3 separate regions of the Sus scrofa genome follow, and all the other regions are linked to region 2. The links are chromatin contacts, called in public Hi-C and HiChIP or PLAC-seq maps. All regions are on one chromosome and are shown on one strand. The core of a region is the stretch at or near the end of the contact, and the rest is flanking DNA. Distances in the headings are between cores, read along the strand shown.

Region 1 (4,669 bases), core at 1,700-4,199, 43 kb after region 2:
GTGCGACGCTGTTTCTCTCCCTCGTTCCGCTCTACATTCCTCCGCCTCAGGCCCCCCACGCCCCCTCAGGCATTGAACCCCGCACCATTTCCAGCGAAAAGACCCTCTCTCCCCGCAGCCCTGCTGAGTGCAGATGTCCCTGTCCGGCTTATAGACTCGCCATTGGGTTTAGTCATGCTTTTTGGCCCGCATTGTAAATATCTGTTTCTGGGGTGATTTTAAGGACGTTTCCAGAAGGAGGGGATGTGAGACAGACAGAGTAACCGATACTGACCACGTGGGCCGAAAAGCATGACTATTTCTATATTCCTTCCTGTGCCCAAAGGAGACGTGCGTTCAGGATGGTGGGTTCCGCATACATTAGGCAGGTGTGAGGGGCACACTTAATAGTCCAGTGCCTGAAACACTTAGTTGAAGCCTTGCACCACCGGTGTTCGTTTTACTGTGTCTAGATCATTGCTCACCTCTGCGAGTGCCGTCTGCCAGCCCTTCACTTCCTCTGAGGTACTTTCTGAAGTTGCTGTTGAGGAGATGAGCTGTGATTGACAGCGTGTGTTACTACAGCAGGACGTTATCTACGGACCAGGAGCTGTGTGGCCGTCTAGCTTGTGAAAATACTTGGAGTCATTTTGTAAAGTACAGCTAACAGCAGAAAAGGAGGTGTAGAGAAACGGACCTTGTCATTCAAAGGCCACATCTGGGCTAATGGGCAGTTGAGGCCCAGGTCAGCATCTTCATCTGTCTGGATGCTGTCCTGGGGAAGCGGGGGGAGGGAGCCGACCGGGGAGGTCAAGGGAGGGCGGGGGCGAGCCGTCCAGAGCTTTCCAGCCTTGCCTAAACTTTGGAAGAGTTGCACCTCTAGGCTGAATGATTTTGTTTTTTCCGCCTGTTGACATGTTACGCTCATTTGGGGATGTGCTTTTTAAATTTTTTTTTTTTCTAAAATTAGTCTCAGTTCTAATTTTTAAGAAGCATCTCTAGGTTAAAAGAAAAAAGTCCTAAGTCAACGTTTTAAATAAACCAACAGTGTTTATAGACATTTTTCCGTGGGTAAATGTTCAGTAATGTCTAAATGTGTAAGGGAGTTTCCGTTTTTTTATTTTTGACTTGTTTCACATTCTGTTTCACCACGTTGTCAGTCTAGTAAACAAGAGGCGTTGATATTCTGTGTGTGGGCTCATTGCCTTAAACTGGGTCCAAAAAATTGTCACCCAGGATCGTTAGGGAGCAAAAACAAAGCAGCAGGCTCCTCTTGTCGGCACCCCAGCCCCCCACCCCCAGGAAGCTGGTTGTCTTGGGGGGTGTCCTGGCTCGGGGACCCTCCTCTCTCTCCCCAGGCCTTTATCCTTCATCTGCCCTCCTTGCATGAAGGGTTGAGGTTAGTGTGACATGTCTTAGAAAAAATTAGTCCTCATTGTGACAAGGAGAATGCTGTACACTCCTGCGGCTGTGTGAGAAAAATTCCTCGGCATGGTTTCCTTGTCCTTTGTGGTGTGGCCTAAGGAGACCTGTACTGCTTCCAGGATTCTCACCCTGCCTGCAGTCTGGCGCTCAGTCCCCTTCCCAGCCTCCCAGTGTAAAGGAGCCGATGCTGTTTCTTGACAGATAGAATGCACTCTGCCGTTTTTTTCTTTTTTTTTTTTTCTTTGGCTTTGATTTTTAGGGCCACACCCTCGGCATATGGAGGTTCCCAGGCTAGGGGTCCAGTCAGAGCTACAGCTGCCGGCCTACACCACAGCCACAGCAATGCCAGATCCAAGCCACATCTGCAAACTACGCCAGAGCTCACGGCAACACTGGATCCTTAACCCACTGAGCAAGGCTGGGCTTTGAACCCACGTCCTCATGGATACTCGTCGGGTTCATTGACTGCCGAGCCACGAAGGGAACTCCACTGCCATTTATTTGTTTCCAACATTTTGTTAGGAAAATTTTCAAACGAGGAAAAGGTGAAATCATTTCCCATTGAACACCATAAACCCGCCATCTAGAGTCTATACATAAGGTTTTACTTCTTTATCTTTAGTTCATCTTATTACTTTGGATGTATTTCAAAGTAAATGGTATTTTCCCCCCTAATGTTCCGTCGCTGGCTATGAATCCTTGATCCTTGTCACAAGGACTCCAGGCATCATGAAGCAGGTGTGGAGAAAGGGCACCGGCCAGCACAGGGGCCTCGCACGCTTCTGACCATATGGCAGGAGTGAGGCAAATACTTGTTAAATGATGCACTTCCTTTAGTCCCGTGTGACTAGCCCTGTAGGCAGACTTCACTTTGCCTCCTAGGACAAACCGCTGCTTTCATTATTTATTTATTATTATGACAAACTGTATGTTTCCTAGGCAGCTGTGATCTCCAATTTTTAAGAAGGACTTCCTTCTATAAGGTAGGCCACAAGGTGTTCCCGTTGTGGCTCAGTGGAAATGAATCTAACATCCATGAGGACTCAGGTTCGATCCCTGGCTTCGCTCCGTGGGTTGAGGATCCGGTGTTGCCGTTGCCGTGAGCTGTGGTGTAGGTCGCGGATGCGGCTTGGACCTGGTGTTGCTGTGGCTGTGGTGTAGGCCAGAGGCCACAGCCATAATTCTACCCCTAGCGTGGGAACGTCCATATGCCGCAGATGAGGCCATAAAAAGCAAAGCAAAAAAAAAAGAGGAGGAGGAGTGCGTTCAGTAGCAAGGGGTTAATCTCAGGACTCTGCATCTTAGGTGTGCGCACGTCCGAGTGTCTGTAGGGAGGGCCCTCCGCCCCGAGTGAGGGTTTCCAGGGTGGACAACGGAATCACCACTTCGCCCCGCTGCAGGGAAGGCCGGCTTTCCCCTCTCGGTGACATGGGTGTATTTTGAACACCCTGGGGGCCGATCCCCGCGTGCAGTGTGGGCAGCCGCGCACGCACGCCTTCCCGAGAGCCCCAGGAGGGCTCATGAATCATTTTGGTGACATGTCTTCCTTTGTTCCAAAACAACCACAGGCCCTGTCATGAGTGTCGTTCACACCGGCACGTTGCAGAGTGAATGGCGGTGGTGGTTTTCATACTGTTAACTTTACACTTACAACTTCCTTTTTTTTCCCTCTCTATTCCCAATAGGCTCGGGTCATGTACGATTTTGCTGCTGAGCCTGGAAATAATGAACTGACAGTCAGTGAAGGAGAGATCATCACAATTACAAATCCAGTAAGAAAACGTTACCTGTAAATCTGGCCCTTAAGGACTTCTTTTTAAGATTTTGTTTTTGGGGTTAATCGTTCAAACCCACACGAATTTTTTTCCTGTTGTGTCTGCATTGTTGATGGTGGGATAATCATCTGTTATATAAACATTGAGAACAATTAAGACCTCCTTAAAAATAGCTGGCTGGGGTTCCATGAGGCAGAACTGGAGCCGCAGCCCCGGTAGATCCCAGCCGGACGCGGGCGTAGAGGTTGGAAAGTGATCAGCAGCCTCAGCTCCGTTTTCTGACGGCCTGGGGTCGGTGTTTGGCCCAGTACAGTGCACACATATGCTCTTTGATCTCTGTCTCTTCTTGAACGCTGTGAGGTTGGTGCTTTTCATCTCTTTTTACTGATGAGGGTGGCGCTCATAAGTGGCAAAACAGGGATTGGAAACCACATCTCTTGGCCTTTAAGCCCTGCTTTTTCTTCTTTGCTGGGGACGCTCTTGTAAACAAGTGTCCCTGGAGTGTGGTATATATACACAGTAGGAGACGGGCTAAGAAAACAGGCTCTGAGAGGCAGACAAGCAGGCCCCATGGGCCAGGCGACAGCTCTAGACTTGGGTTTCATCTGGGAGGTAGTGGATTCACTGCGTGGTGTCATTGTTGATAATGTAGGGAGGTGACGTGATGAAACCTGCACTTCAAGGAAGTGAATGGGTTGGTGCGGCTGGAGTCTAGGATCTTGACTGGGTGGTGGCAACGGGAGTAGAAAGAAGAGAGACGCAGGAGGCCGTACAGAGTTGGATGGGGCAGCCAGGGGAAGACGGGGGACTCGGTGCCCAGTTCGATACTCTTGGTGAGAAAGGATCCCTGAGGTTTCTGGCCTTTGTACCTGAGGAAACGATGGATTTATTAAAGCATGAAAGTCAGGAAGAAGCGCTTCTTCGGAAAGATTAAATGAGCTTATTTTTTTCAGTGTTGAATTTAGAGACTAGTAAGTAGTCACCCCTACCCTAGAGCTTTGCATGAGGTTAGAAATAGAAAGGCAGAGCTAGAAATGAGGACTGGAGACAGGCCGGCCCTCTGGACGCATTCGGGAGGAAGCATGTGAAGAAAGGTGCCAGGAGCCTCCGAGGAGGGAGGAGGGGCTGCACCTGCCCCACCGGCTGGGGCCGAGGACGGCACAGAGCCGGGGAAGGAGAGCGGGGAGTGACCGAGAAGACGGCCATTTCTCAGTCGTGATAGTATTTTTTTATACCTATTGTTTTTTTAAAGAATTACTAGTTAGAAAATATATTGGTAGTTTTAGGTAATATACCAGATAATATACCAGATTATATAAGTAAATAGCTTCTATTTTTAATCACAGACGAGATTAAAGATTCTTTTATCTCCCATTGAATTTTGTTTTAAATGAAGTATTCTTCATTTCTTGATAAAGCATTTTTTAAGTTGCTGTTGTGGTCAAAAATTGACAAGGTTGTGGCTTAAGGGACTTTTAGAAAGACTGTCA
Region 2 (4,412 bases), core at 1,497-3,996:
AAGCCGAGTCTGCAACCTACACCACAGCTCACGGCAACGCCGGATCCCCAACCCACTGAGTGAGGCCAGGGATTGAACCCACAACCTCATGGTTCCTAGTCAGATTCGTTTCCGCTGCGCCATGACGGGAACTCCTGATTCAGAATTTAAAGATGGTGAGAGCAGAGCATTAAAGCAAGGACAGGGCCCTTCGAGACTACACAGTTCACATGCCCCAAAGCTAGTCCTGGTCCCTGGATGGAGCATGATGCTCAGGAGTCAGGAGGAAGTGAGAGGCCAGTGTGGTCGGAGCACAGCCCTGGGAATAGGAGCCAGAGAGGTTCACTTAAGGAGTATGTCAGTGACTACTCTTCCCGGCTCCAAAAAACAGTGCCCATGGTGCTTTTACCACCTCAATAGCATAGGCAGTGATTTCACTTTTATTGAAATATTTACATTAATTTGCATTGGTCATCCTGAGTTTGGAGTCAAGTAGGTTACTTCTAAAAATGAAACCAGGGTTACAGAAGCTATTCGAATGGGAAAAGCTTGGACTCTGGTCTTCTTGCTTTCTTGGTGCTGGGTACCTAGGATGATTGGTTGCCTAGAACTTGCCAAATAAGCCCGCAGAAAGGCGTGTCATAGGAGTAACCCTGACCTTGTACCTTCCTCTCGAAACATGCATTGCTGGACTGTTGCAAGGAGCTATACCCAGCTTTCAAATTTAAAAGAATAGGTAAAACTCATTACTCACAGTATTACCCAAGTTCATATCCTGGCTTCTGCACTGCTAGTGTGTGCTCTTAGGATATTTATTTAGTTGCTTGTTTTTAAAATAAATGTCAACTTGTTTTTAAAATAAAGTAATACAGGAGTTCCTGCCATGGCACAGTGGGTTATGAACCTGACTGCAGCAGCTTGGGTTACTTTGGATGCTTGGGTTTGATCCCAGCCCAGCACAGTGGGTTTAAGGATCCAGTGTTGCAACAGCTGTGGCATAAGTAGACACTGTGGCTCGGACTGAATCCTTGGCCCAGGAACTTCTATACGCCACAGGTGCAGCCAAAACATTTTAAAACATAATAAATTTTAAAAATGAAATAAAGTAATACACATACATATTTAAAAATCCTGACAATAGCCTCTGGCGAATCTTTTCAGTAATTTCCTAGGCATATAAAATATAGATTCATATTTTTTACACAAATGAATTGTACTATACATAAAGTTCTTTTTACCTTTATTAACAGCTTTTAAAATACTAGCATTTCTTATGGGCTTCCTATTCCTAGTATTTCATTTGTATGGATATACTCTATTTATTGCAGCAGACATATTAACAAATATAGAGGTTATTATCTTCTCTGGGGGTTATTACAGAACAATGCTTTACTGAACATTTTTGCTCACTGGAACAAGTCTGATAGGATAAATTCCTAGAAGTAGAGCTGCTAGGTCCAAGGCTATGGTCATTTCTAATTTTGGTAGGCATTACCAAATCAACCAAGTTATTTAAGTGAGACTTGATTTCTTCGTGTCTGCAAATAGCGGCCAATAACCACTTTCTCCAAGTTTTCTTATAAGGATTAAGTGAGATTAAGGCATATAAAAGTCTACCGCATAGCAAGCAGGCTGTCAGTGAATGCTGGTTTGTAACTTTACTTTCACCTAGAAAGTCAACTATTTATGAATATTATGAGTATGGCTATAGCCATGAGCTCAGCAAACACAAAAATTCACAGAAAGCTGTAGTACCATATCCGTTTTAAACCCTTCCGTTGAATGTAACCAGTGAAATCTCTGGAAGTCAAACAGAATATTTTTGAGAGGACACAATTTGACTCTGACTCTAAATATCACTTTCCCAGCCTAAATTGAGCTTCAACCCCGCAGATGAGGATTTCTTAGGCATTCCTGGTTCTCTGAAGGACCAGGATATATATATTCCTGATAAAAATCAAGAAGGACAACGCTACTCTCTCCATCAAGGTATGTTTTCCAGTCCTCTCTTTTACACTAGAGGGAAAATCCTGCTGCCTAAGTCATTCATTCGTTAATGCAGCCCTGCATCCAACCCTGAAGAAAAAGCTTTTGACAGGAAAATGGAAATTCTTAGACTCCCATTTTTTCCCTTTCAGGAAACCTGTGGGGTCTCCCCCAAACCTCTGAGGCCCTGAGAAGCTTCTACATTTATCAAGAGGCCAGAAGGAGGTTAAGGGGATGCCTCGGAACGAAATTCTCAAGCGTCGGGGCCCAGAAGCTCCAGCCGAGATTACAGCCCGCGGTAAACTCCAGGCTGGAGGCAGATCCTCCTTGAAGGGCCGGGAAGCCATTGCTCGGCGCCGTGCTGGCTGTTTACTGCACACTCACTGCACTCTGCCCGGAGCACGACGGGCCCGCCGCAGTCCCGACGGGGGACAAAGAGCCCGCGGGGGACTCGTGCCCCGCCGGGGGACGCAGAGCACCGGCCGCACCCGGTGCATCTCGCCCAGAAAGTTCAGCCGCGGTGGCCGCCGGGGGGCGGGGGGGGCGGTTGGGACTCGGCTCCCCCGGCAGGCGCTGCCCCCGAGCGTGTCCCCACTCCCCTCTTCGGTCCCCACGGGCGGTGACCCCGGGCCCCGGCCGCCACTCGGGACGCGGCCCCGAGCACTGGAACAAAGGGCGCCCTGCGGCGGCGGCGGCGGGGCCCGGGGCGGAGGCTCCGGGCGGGGGCGGAAAGCGGGCGAGGAGGCCGGGCCGGCCGAGGGCACCGGGCGCGCTTCCGCCGGCCGCGCCGCGCACGCCGCGGTAAATGGGAGGCTCGGCCGGCGGGGGCGGGGGCCGCGCAGCCGGGGAGTTTCAGGAACTGGAGGAACGGGCGGCGGCAGGAGTCGCCCTGCGCCGAGACTCGGGGCCGAGGCGGAGCCGCCGCCGCCGCCGCCGCCGCGCCGGGGCCCAGCCGTAGCCGCCGTCGCCTTCGCTCTCGCCGGGCCGCCTCGGGCCGCCAGCCGCGACGCGGGAGAGGAGCCGGCCGTCCCGGGTCGGGGGAGCCGCCCGCCATGGCCACCAAGGTGAGGGGCGCGCGGCACAGGCCCGGCCGGCCGCTCGGCCCCGCCGCGGCGCGGGCAGGGTCGGCGCGGGGGGCGCGGGCGGCGGCGGCCGCCGGGGAGGCCGAGGGGGCGCGCCGGGGCCCAGCCAACAGTCCCTGAGGGGCCTGAGTGGCGCGGGACGGACGGGCGGCCGGGGCTGGGGCGCTCCGGGTCGGCTGGACGCGCGGGAGGGTCCCCCGGACGCGAGCCGCGCTGTCTGCAAAGTTTGCTCCTGAGCGGGGGCCGCGGCGGGCGGGAGGGAGGCGAAGTTCCCGCAGCCCCCGCGCCGGCTCGCCAGCGCCGCCCGACCCCCGGGGGCCCGACTCCGTCCAGAGCGGCGTCCACTCCCCGCCGCCCCGCGCGTCCGGCCGCCGCCGGAGAGCGTCGCCCCCGCCGCCCGCCGCCCGCCGGAGCGGGAACCCCAGCGTCGCGGGCCGCTGGCGGGGGGCCGATTCCCCCGGAGACCCCGGCCCGAGCGCGCTGGGGATTTTGAGTTCGGGCCGGTGACCGGAGGCTCCCGAGGACGGAAAACGCCACTTGAACGCCCCGCGCTTCCACTGCCTTCGGTTTTCTTGTTTTTTGTTTTCCTTTTGTCTTGCTACCTTTTCAGTTTGAATGTTATTTCCAGCATGAATAAAATACAAAGAGGGAAATGACTCTGCTTTCAGTTACGTATTTGCTTGAATAAAGGTCCAGGCCCGAATTACGTGGTGGAACTTTGACTCGCGCTTGGTAATTGGCCAGGAGGACTGGTCTGCTTATTTCACGGTATTGTCGGTGGGATTAGCGGTCACCTTTTGTCACCTGAGTCTGCAGGAGCCACCCTCCCCCGCTCCCTGGGCTGGGGCGTTTTCTTTAGAGTTTGATGCAGGCTCGTAATTAAAAAAAAAAAAAAAAAAAAGCCACGATCACGGAATGAGGACTAGAGGTAGGGAGTCCCCTCCGTCTGGAGCCAGTGATGTGGTTTGAGTTGACTTTTTTATCTGATTGCTTTTTGCAAATAGTTTTTGTAATGTTCCCTTTTAAAACATCAGCACCCCCTTCCATATTTATGTTTGAAACCTGGAAGCTACTCCTGGGTTGGTGGAAATCTTAGAAGTTTGTTGTTGGGTTTTTGTTTTGGGTAGAGAGAGAAAACTTAGAAAACTAATAATAAATGTCACATCCCTTTGAAGGATCAGATTGATAGTCTGTTAAATGTTGTGCTCTGTGTCTGTCTAGGTGCAGTGTTTATTACTATTATTATTATTTTTAATGGAGACTCTTCTCCAGTGAACCTGTTGCTGTTACTGCAATAATTACCTTCTGGTTTATGGATTATTGGCATTGCTTTGCTTTGGTGTTATTAGATGCCATAGAACTTTG
Region 3 (4,609 bases), core at 391-2,890, 44 kb before region 2:
ACATGACTGAGTCTAGAGATTATCATACTAAGTAAGAGAAAGACAGATATCATATGGCATCATTTTATGTGGAATCTAAAAAAAAAAACGATATAAATGAACTTATTAATGAAACAGAAATGGACTCACAGACAGAAAAACAAACTTATAGTAGCCAGAGGAGACAGCGGGTGGGGGAAAGGCAATAAATTGGGAGTTCACGCTGCTCTGAGTGACGTAGATGGAAAACAGGGACCTACTGTGTAGCACGGGGCAAAAAAATAAAAAGTGAAAAATTCCAGTCTGAAAGTAACGAAAAGACGGACTTAGAGAATCTATCTTTAAAAAATGAAAACGGGCCCCTGGCAGCTCTCTTACCCAGCTGCAGGTGTTCGGCTCTCTGGCAACGTGACCTCCCAGCTCTTCCTGGTGGATGTCGCATGCGAGCGAGAAGACAGGAAGAGAATAGCCTTTGTCCCTCTCAAGGAAGAGCCTCAGCCTGGCAGCGGTGCACACGCTGCAGGCTCTGCGCACAGCCGGGCCTGGAGGCCTGTCCTCCAGCCACGTGACTCTGAGGTTTTTCTCTGCAGAGGCAGGATGAGGGCGTTTTTGCTCCATGGGATCCTGGAAACATCGCAGGTACCGTGTGTGAGGTGGAGCTGCGCACAAGTTGCTTTTCTGTCGGCGCCTCCTGGGACTTGCCCCGACTCTCCTGTCCTCGCCCAGCGCCACAGAAAGAGTCGTTGTAACAGCTGGGCCATGTGCCTCTGCGTTAGCATGAAAACCCAGTGTGTTTCTCAGCAATTTTCCTACCGGGTCATCATTTTAGGAAAAGAGAGAAATCAAGCCTCCTTCCCTTAACTTGTGTTACATTCTTTGGATTTTTTAGGAACTGAAATTTGCATTCAGTGCAACTTAAAGGGAGCAGTTTTGACAGTTCAAATGGTATCAAACATCTCAGTTCAGAGCAAGATCCTGTGTTCTCTGTAATCACAAATCATTCTAAGACAAAGTTACAGGGGTTTCATTCTAGAAAATGACAAACAAAGAAACATGCTAAAGATAAAAATGGTGGGCCGGGTTCCCAGCTTGAGGCCAGAGTGGATTCTCAAAACTGCCCTGGCAAATGGCAGTGCCATGAGGTCCTGGGGTGGAGTTTGGGGAGAGACACTGCACCACATGGCGTCACCCTGGAGGCCACAAGGGCCCAGGTCTAGGAGGGGCCTTGCTGGAACCCCATCTGCTGGTGTCTCACGGGCCATCAGGGGGTAGGTGGGGGTGAGCGACTCCACCTGCTTTGTCCAGGACCGTCTCGGGTGGACGTTCCCACACAGCTCCTTAGTCCCGGTGTCCTGGTGTCCAAACCAGGACAGTTGGTCACCCCGTCCGGTGCTGCTGTGCCCTGCCTCGTGTGCATCTACCCTTGAGCCTTGCTAGACCCTCCGATCCCTGCCTCACCTAGTCCACAGACTTTTCTTAAATTGTGTCCTTTTCGTTCCTTATCTATAGAACAGAAGGCAAATATAACAGAAGGGAAAAGTGTCTGAGGCCAGATAACCAGTGAGGCTATCAGCCATTGCTTGTACAGCCTTGACCTCGGCGTAGAGGGAATTGCCCTCAATTTTCGCAGAGCCCAGGACCTCAGAAGCAGTAAACACCATCCCCGGTGACCAGCAGCATGCATGGCCTCGCCTTAGGGCTGGGTTTGCTTTCTGGCTGTTATATAAATATGTCAACAGCATCTTCGCTGGCAGCAGCGGCACTAGACTTCACTTCCTCGTCACACACTTTCCTCTGGTGTGTGGGGCAGAGGAGGAAAGATGGTTCCGCTTTCCAGCCGGAGGAAATAGATTTGCAAAGAAAATGAACCTCTAAAGGAAATGCCTCTTGCCTGGTACCTTTTTTTCCAGCAAAATTTGCTGGAGAGAAGTGGTTCGTCCTAACCAGCAAAGGAACACACGTGTATTCTCACAAACTGGAAGCATAGAGGAAGAATACAAAACAATCACACATAATCCCAAAGTAGGACCTTTTAAAACACACTGGATAGGGAGTTCTCCTTGTGGCTCAGTGGGTGACAAAGCCGACTAGGATCCATAGGATGTGGGTTCGATCCCTGGCCCCATTCAGTGGGTTAAGGATCCGGCGTTGGGGTGAGCTGTGGTGTAGGTCACAGACACAGCTCAGATCCCATGTTGCTGTGGCCGTGGTATAGGCAGGCTGCTGCAGCTTCAATTTGACCCCTAGCCTGGGAGCTTCCATATGCCGCACTTGCAGCCCTAAAAAGCAAAAAAAAAAAAAGTCACTCCGAATAGCAACACAAGCGGTGGACATCTTCAGGGAGCAGCACTTGTTCAGATGGGTCCCCCTGTCATTCAGCAGAGCCACGAGCTGTTCAGAACGTTCTCCACTCTGCTGCCTTTTACAGAGTAGAGGCAACTGCAAGCCCATTTCGCTCATCACTAAATGAGAGTAGCTGGTTCTCTTCGTGGAGCCTTGAATTGATCAACCTATCCACCAACAAATACTTGTAAAGTTTCTATGATGCTGCAGGTACCCCGGGAACAAGGCAGGGCCCCACCTTCATGGACGGAAATATGCTGGGCACGTGTCATGAGTTTATGCCAACTGACAGAGCGCTGGGTGAGCGGGAAGCCAGGAGTCTAGCCTTGTCTGAGAGGCAGAGACAGCTTCCCGAGGACGTTAGACTTAAGCCAAGACTTGATGGCTGCCTGCGAGTGAGCCGGGCGGAAAGAGAGAGGAAGAATGATGCAGGCCTAAGGGCAGCCTGTGGGAAGGCTCAGAGGTGGGGGCATCCTCTTTGAGGGGCAGCGTGGGACAGGATCAGGTGACTAAAACACCCAGGGCCAGGGAGAGTGAGGCCAGAGCCACAGATGCTGGGGGAGGACGGGGCCCGGAAAGGGTGAAGTCTGGAGGTCCCTGCTCTGGGTTTGGGGGCTTCCATCAACGGCAACAAGAAGCTGGCCAAGGCTGGTCCGTGGGGGTGGGACGGGACTGCCGCTGTGAGCAGGAGGTGTTGCAGAGAGCTGGCTGTGGAAGGGAGGAACTTGAAAGAGGGACATCGGAGAAGGGGGAGGAAAAAATGGGGGTGTGTTCCAGGCAACAGAATCAATAGACCTGGGTGACTGATTAACATGGCAGTGAGGCGGCCAGATGGCCAGTTGCAGAAGGAGGGGTCTGGAAGCTGGAAGGACAGCCTGCAGGGTAGGGAGGCTTCGTGGGCCAGTGGCCCGTGCAGAGGCACAAGCCCGTGCTCAGAAGGGCCCAGTTCTTGGTTAAAGGCTCTACTGTCTCTGTTTTGAAATCCTGAATTTTTTTTTTTTTTTTTTTTTGGTCTTTTGTCTTTTCTAGGGCCGCTCCCGCAGCATATGGAGGTTCCCAGGCTAGGGGTCTAATCGGAGCTGTAGCCGCCAGCCTACACCATGGCCACAGCCTCACCAGATCCAAGCCGCGTCTGTGACCTACACCCCAGCTCATGGCAACGCCGGATCCTAACCCACTGAGCAAGGCCAGGGATCGAACCTGCAACCTCATGGTTCCTAGTCGGATTCGTTAACCACTGAGCCACAGCGGGAATTCCCTGAATCATTTTTGAATAAGGGGCCCTGCCTTTTCGTCCTGCACCAGGCCTGTAAATGCCATCACCGGCCCTGCGGATGGCTAAATGCCTACTACTGGGTTGTGCAGAGTCTTTGCTTAGCTGGTGGGACTCAGACTCATGCAAGGCCTTGCGATTGTCGATTTATCCCGTCAGGTAGGACGTGCGTGTCCAGAAGGCTTGGCGAGCCCCGCTCCGGGCAGTTTGTGTCTCGGAGCACATCAGGGAAGGTCTGTAGTTCAAGTTCACCAGAGTGAGGAGCAGACCGAAGACTCACTGTGAACGAGCCTTGGTGGCAGTCAGGGGACCGAGGGCATCTAATAACAGGGGCTCCAGGTTTGTTGCTTGAATGAAACAGGAGTTTCCCTCAGCCCAGTTTCATTGAGCTTTTTAGTAATTCAAGCTAAAGGATCCTGTCATTCCCTCCAAAGTTAGGTGGGTGGGTATGCTGTTTGGCAGAAAAGACTTTTTTGAGTGAGTGATTTATTATTTTGTTTGGTTAAGCATCTCATCCTCCACAAAATTTGCACTTGAAAGAAAATGATTATTGTAAGGGTTTAAAAGAAAATGTGTGACTATCCCTATACTTGAACTTCAAGAAAAAGTCCTTTACCAAAGCTAATTATTCCAGGAACTATCTACAAACAGAATCGCTATGCATGTTAGTAAGCCCTGGGTCAAATAATAACGACTACTTTCACTATTAAATGAGAAAATAAACTATTTAAAAATACCTGAGTGATAGAGCACCATTCTGAGTTTCTTTAGGTGTCATATATTCACTTACTTTATTTTTTATTTACTTTTAAAATTGAGGTATAGTTCATTTACGATGTAATTCAAGCGTACAGCAGTGATTCCATTTTATATATACATGTGTATTCTTTTTAAGGATTCTTCTCCATTATCAGTTATTTCAAGATATTGAATATAGGTCCCGTGCTGTACAGTAGGTCCTTGTTGTTTGTCTGTTTTATATAGAGTAGTATGCCTATGCTAATCCCAAACTTC

Evidence for each region. A called contact is a pair of places that touch in the nucleus more often than the background predicts. HiChIP or PLAC-seq counts read pairs in DNA pulled down with a chosen protein or histone mark.
Region 1: an H3K27ac HiChIP or PLAC-seq map of alveolar macrophages shows a contact between it and region 2, with 4 times the contacts expected there. The contact joins the enhancer-like site here to the promoter of SNX9 in region 2. A contact is called at or near these places in 1 of 5 promoter capture datasets (liver), 18 of 47 Hi-C or Micro-C datasets (alveolar macrophages, brain, embryonic fibroblasts and 10 more) and 2 of 2 datasets of contacts at active chromatin or transcription factors (alveolar macrophages and skeletal muscle).
Region 3: a contact with region 2 is called in a Hi-C map of liver, with 2.1 times the contacts expected there. The contact joins the promoter of LOC110259393 here to the promoter of SNX9 in region 2. A contact is called at or near these places in 1 of 5 promoter capture datasets (liver), 16 of 47 Hi-C or Micro-C datasets (alveolar macrophages, blood, brain and 8 more) and 2 of 2 datasets of contacts at active chromatin or transcription factors (alveolar macrophages and skeletal muscle).

What each region holds. Positions count from the first base shown.
Region 1 is chr1:9,193,846-9,198,514 of Sscrofa11.1, reverse strand. It overlaps SNX9 (sorting nexin-9), which reads left to right. Exons shown (of 18, transcript XM_003353171.4): 2 at 3,090-3,176. It also overlaps the pseudogene LOC102162833. Among named protein-coding and RNA genes, the nearest start is that of SNX9, 43 kb to the left of the region's middle. Within about 2 kb of position 2,949, at least 8 of the 83 cell types and tissues checked have an H3K27ac peak or open chromatin away from gene starts, as enhancers often do. A contact at or near this core is called in alveolar macrophages and retroperitoneal adipose tissue, where this site is marked.
Region 2 is chr1:9,237,357-9,241,768 of Sscrofa11.1, reverse strand. It overlaps SNX9 (sorting nexin-9), which reads left to right and starts at 2,746. Exons shown (of 18, transcript XM_003353171.4): 1 at 2,746-3,029. The coding sequence starts at 3,018.
Region 3 is chr1:9,280,035-9,284,643 of Sscrofa11.1, reverse strand. It overlaps LOC110259393, which reads right to left and starts at 1,640. Exons shown (of 4, transcript XM_021084397.1): 1 at 1,566-1,640; 2 at 1,235-1,331; 3 at 358-788. The coding sequence starts at 1,640.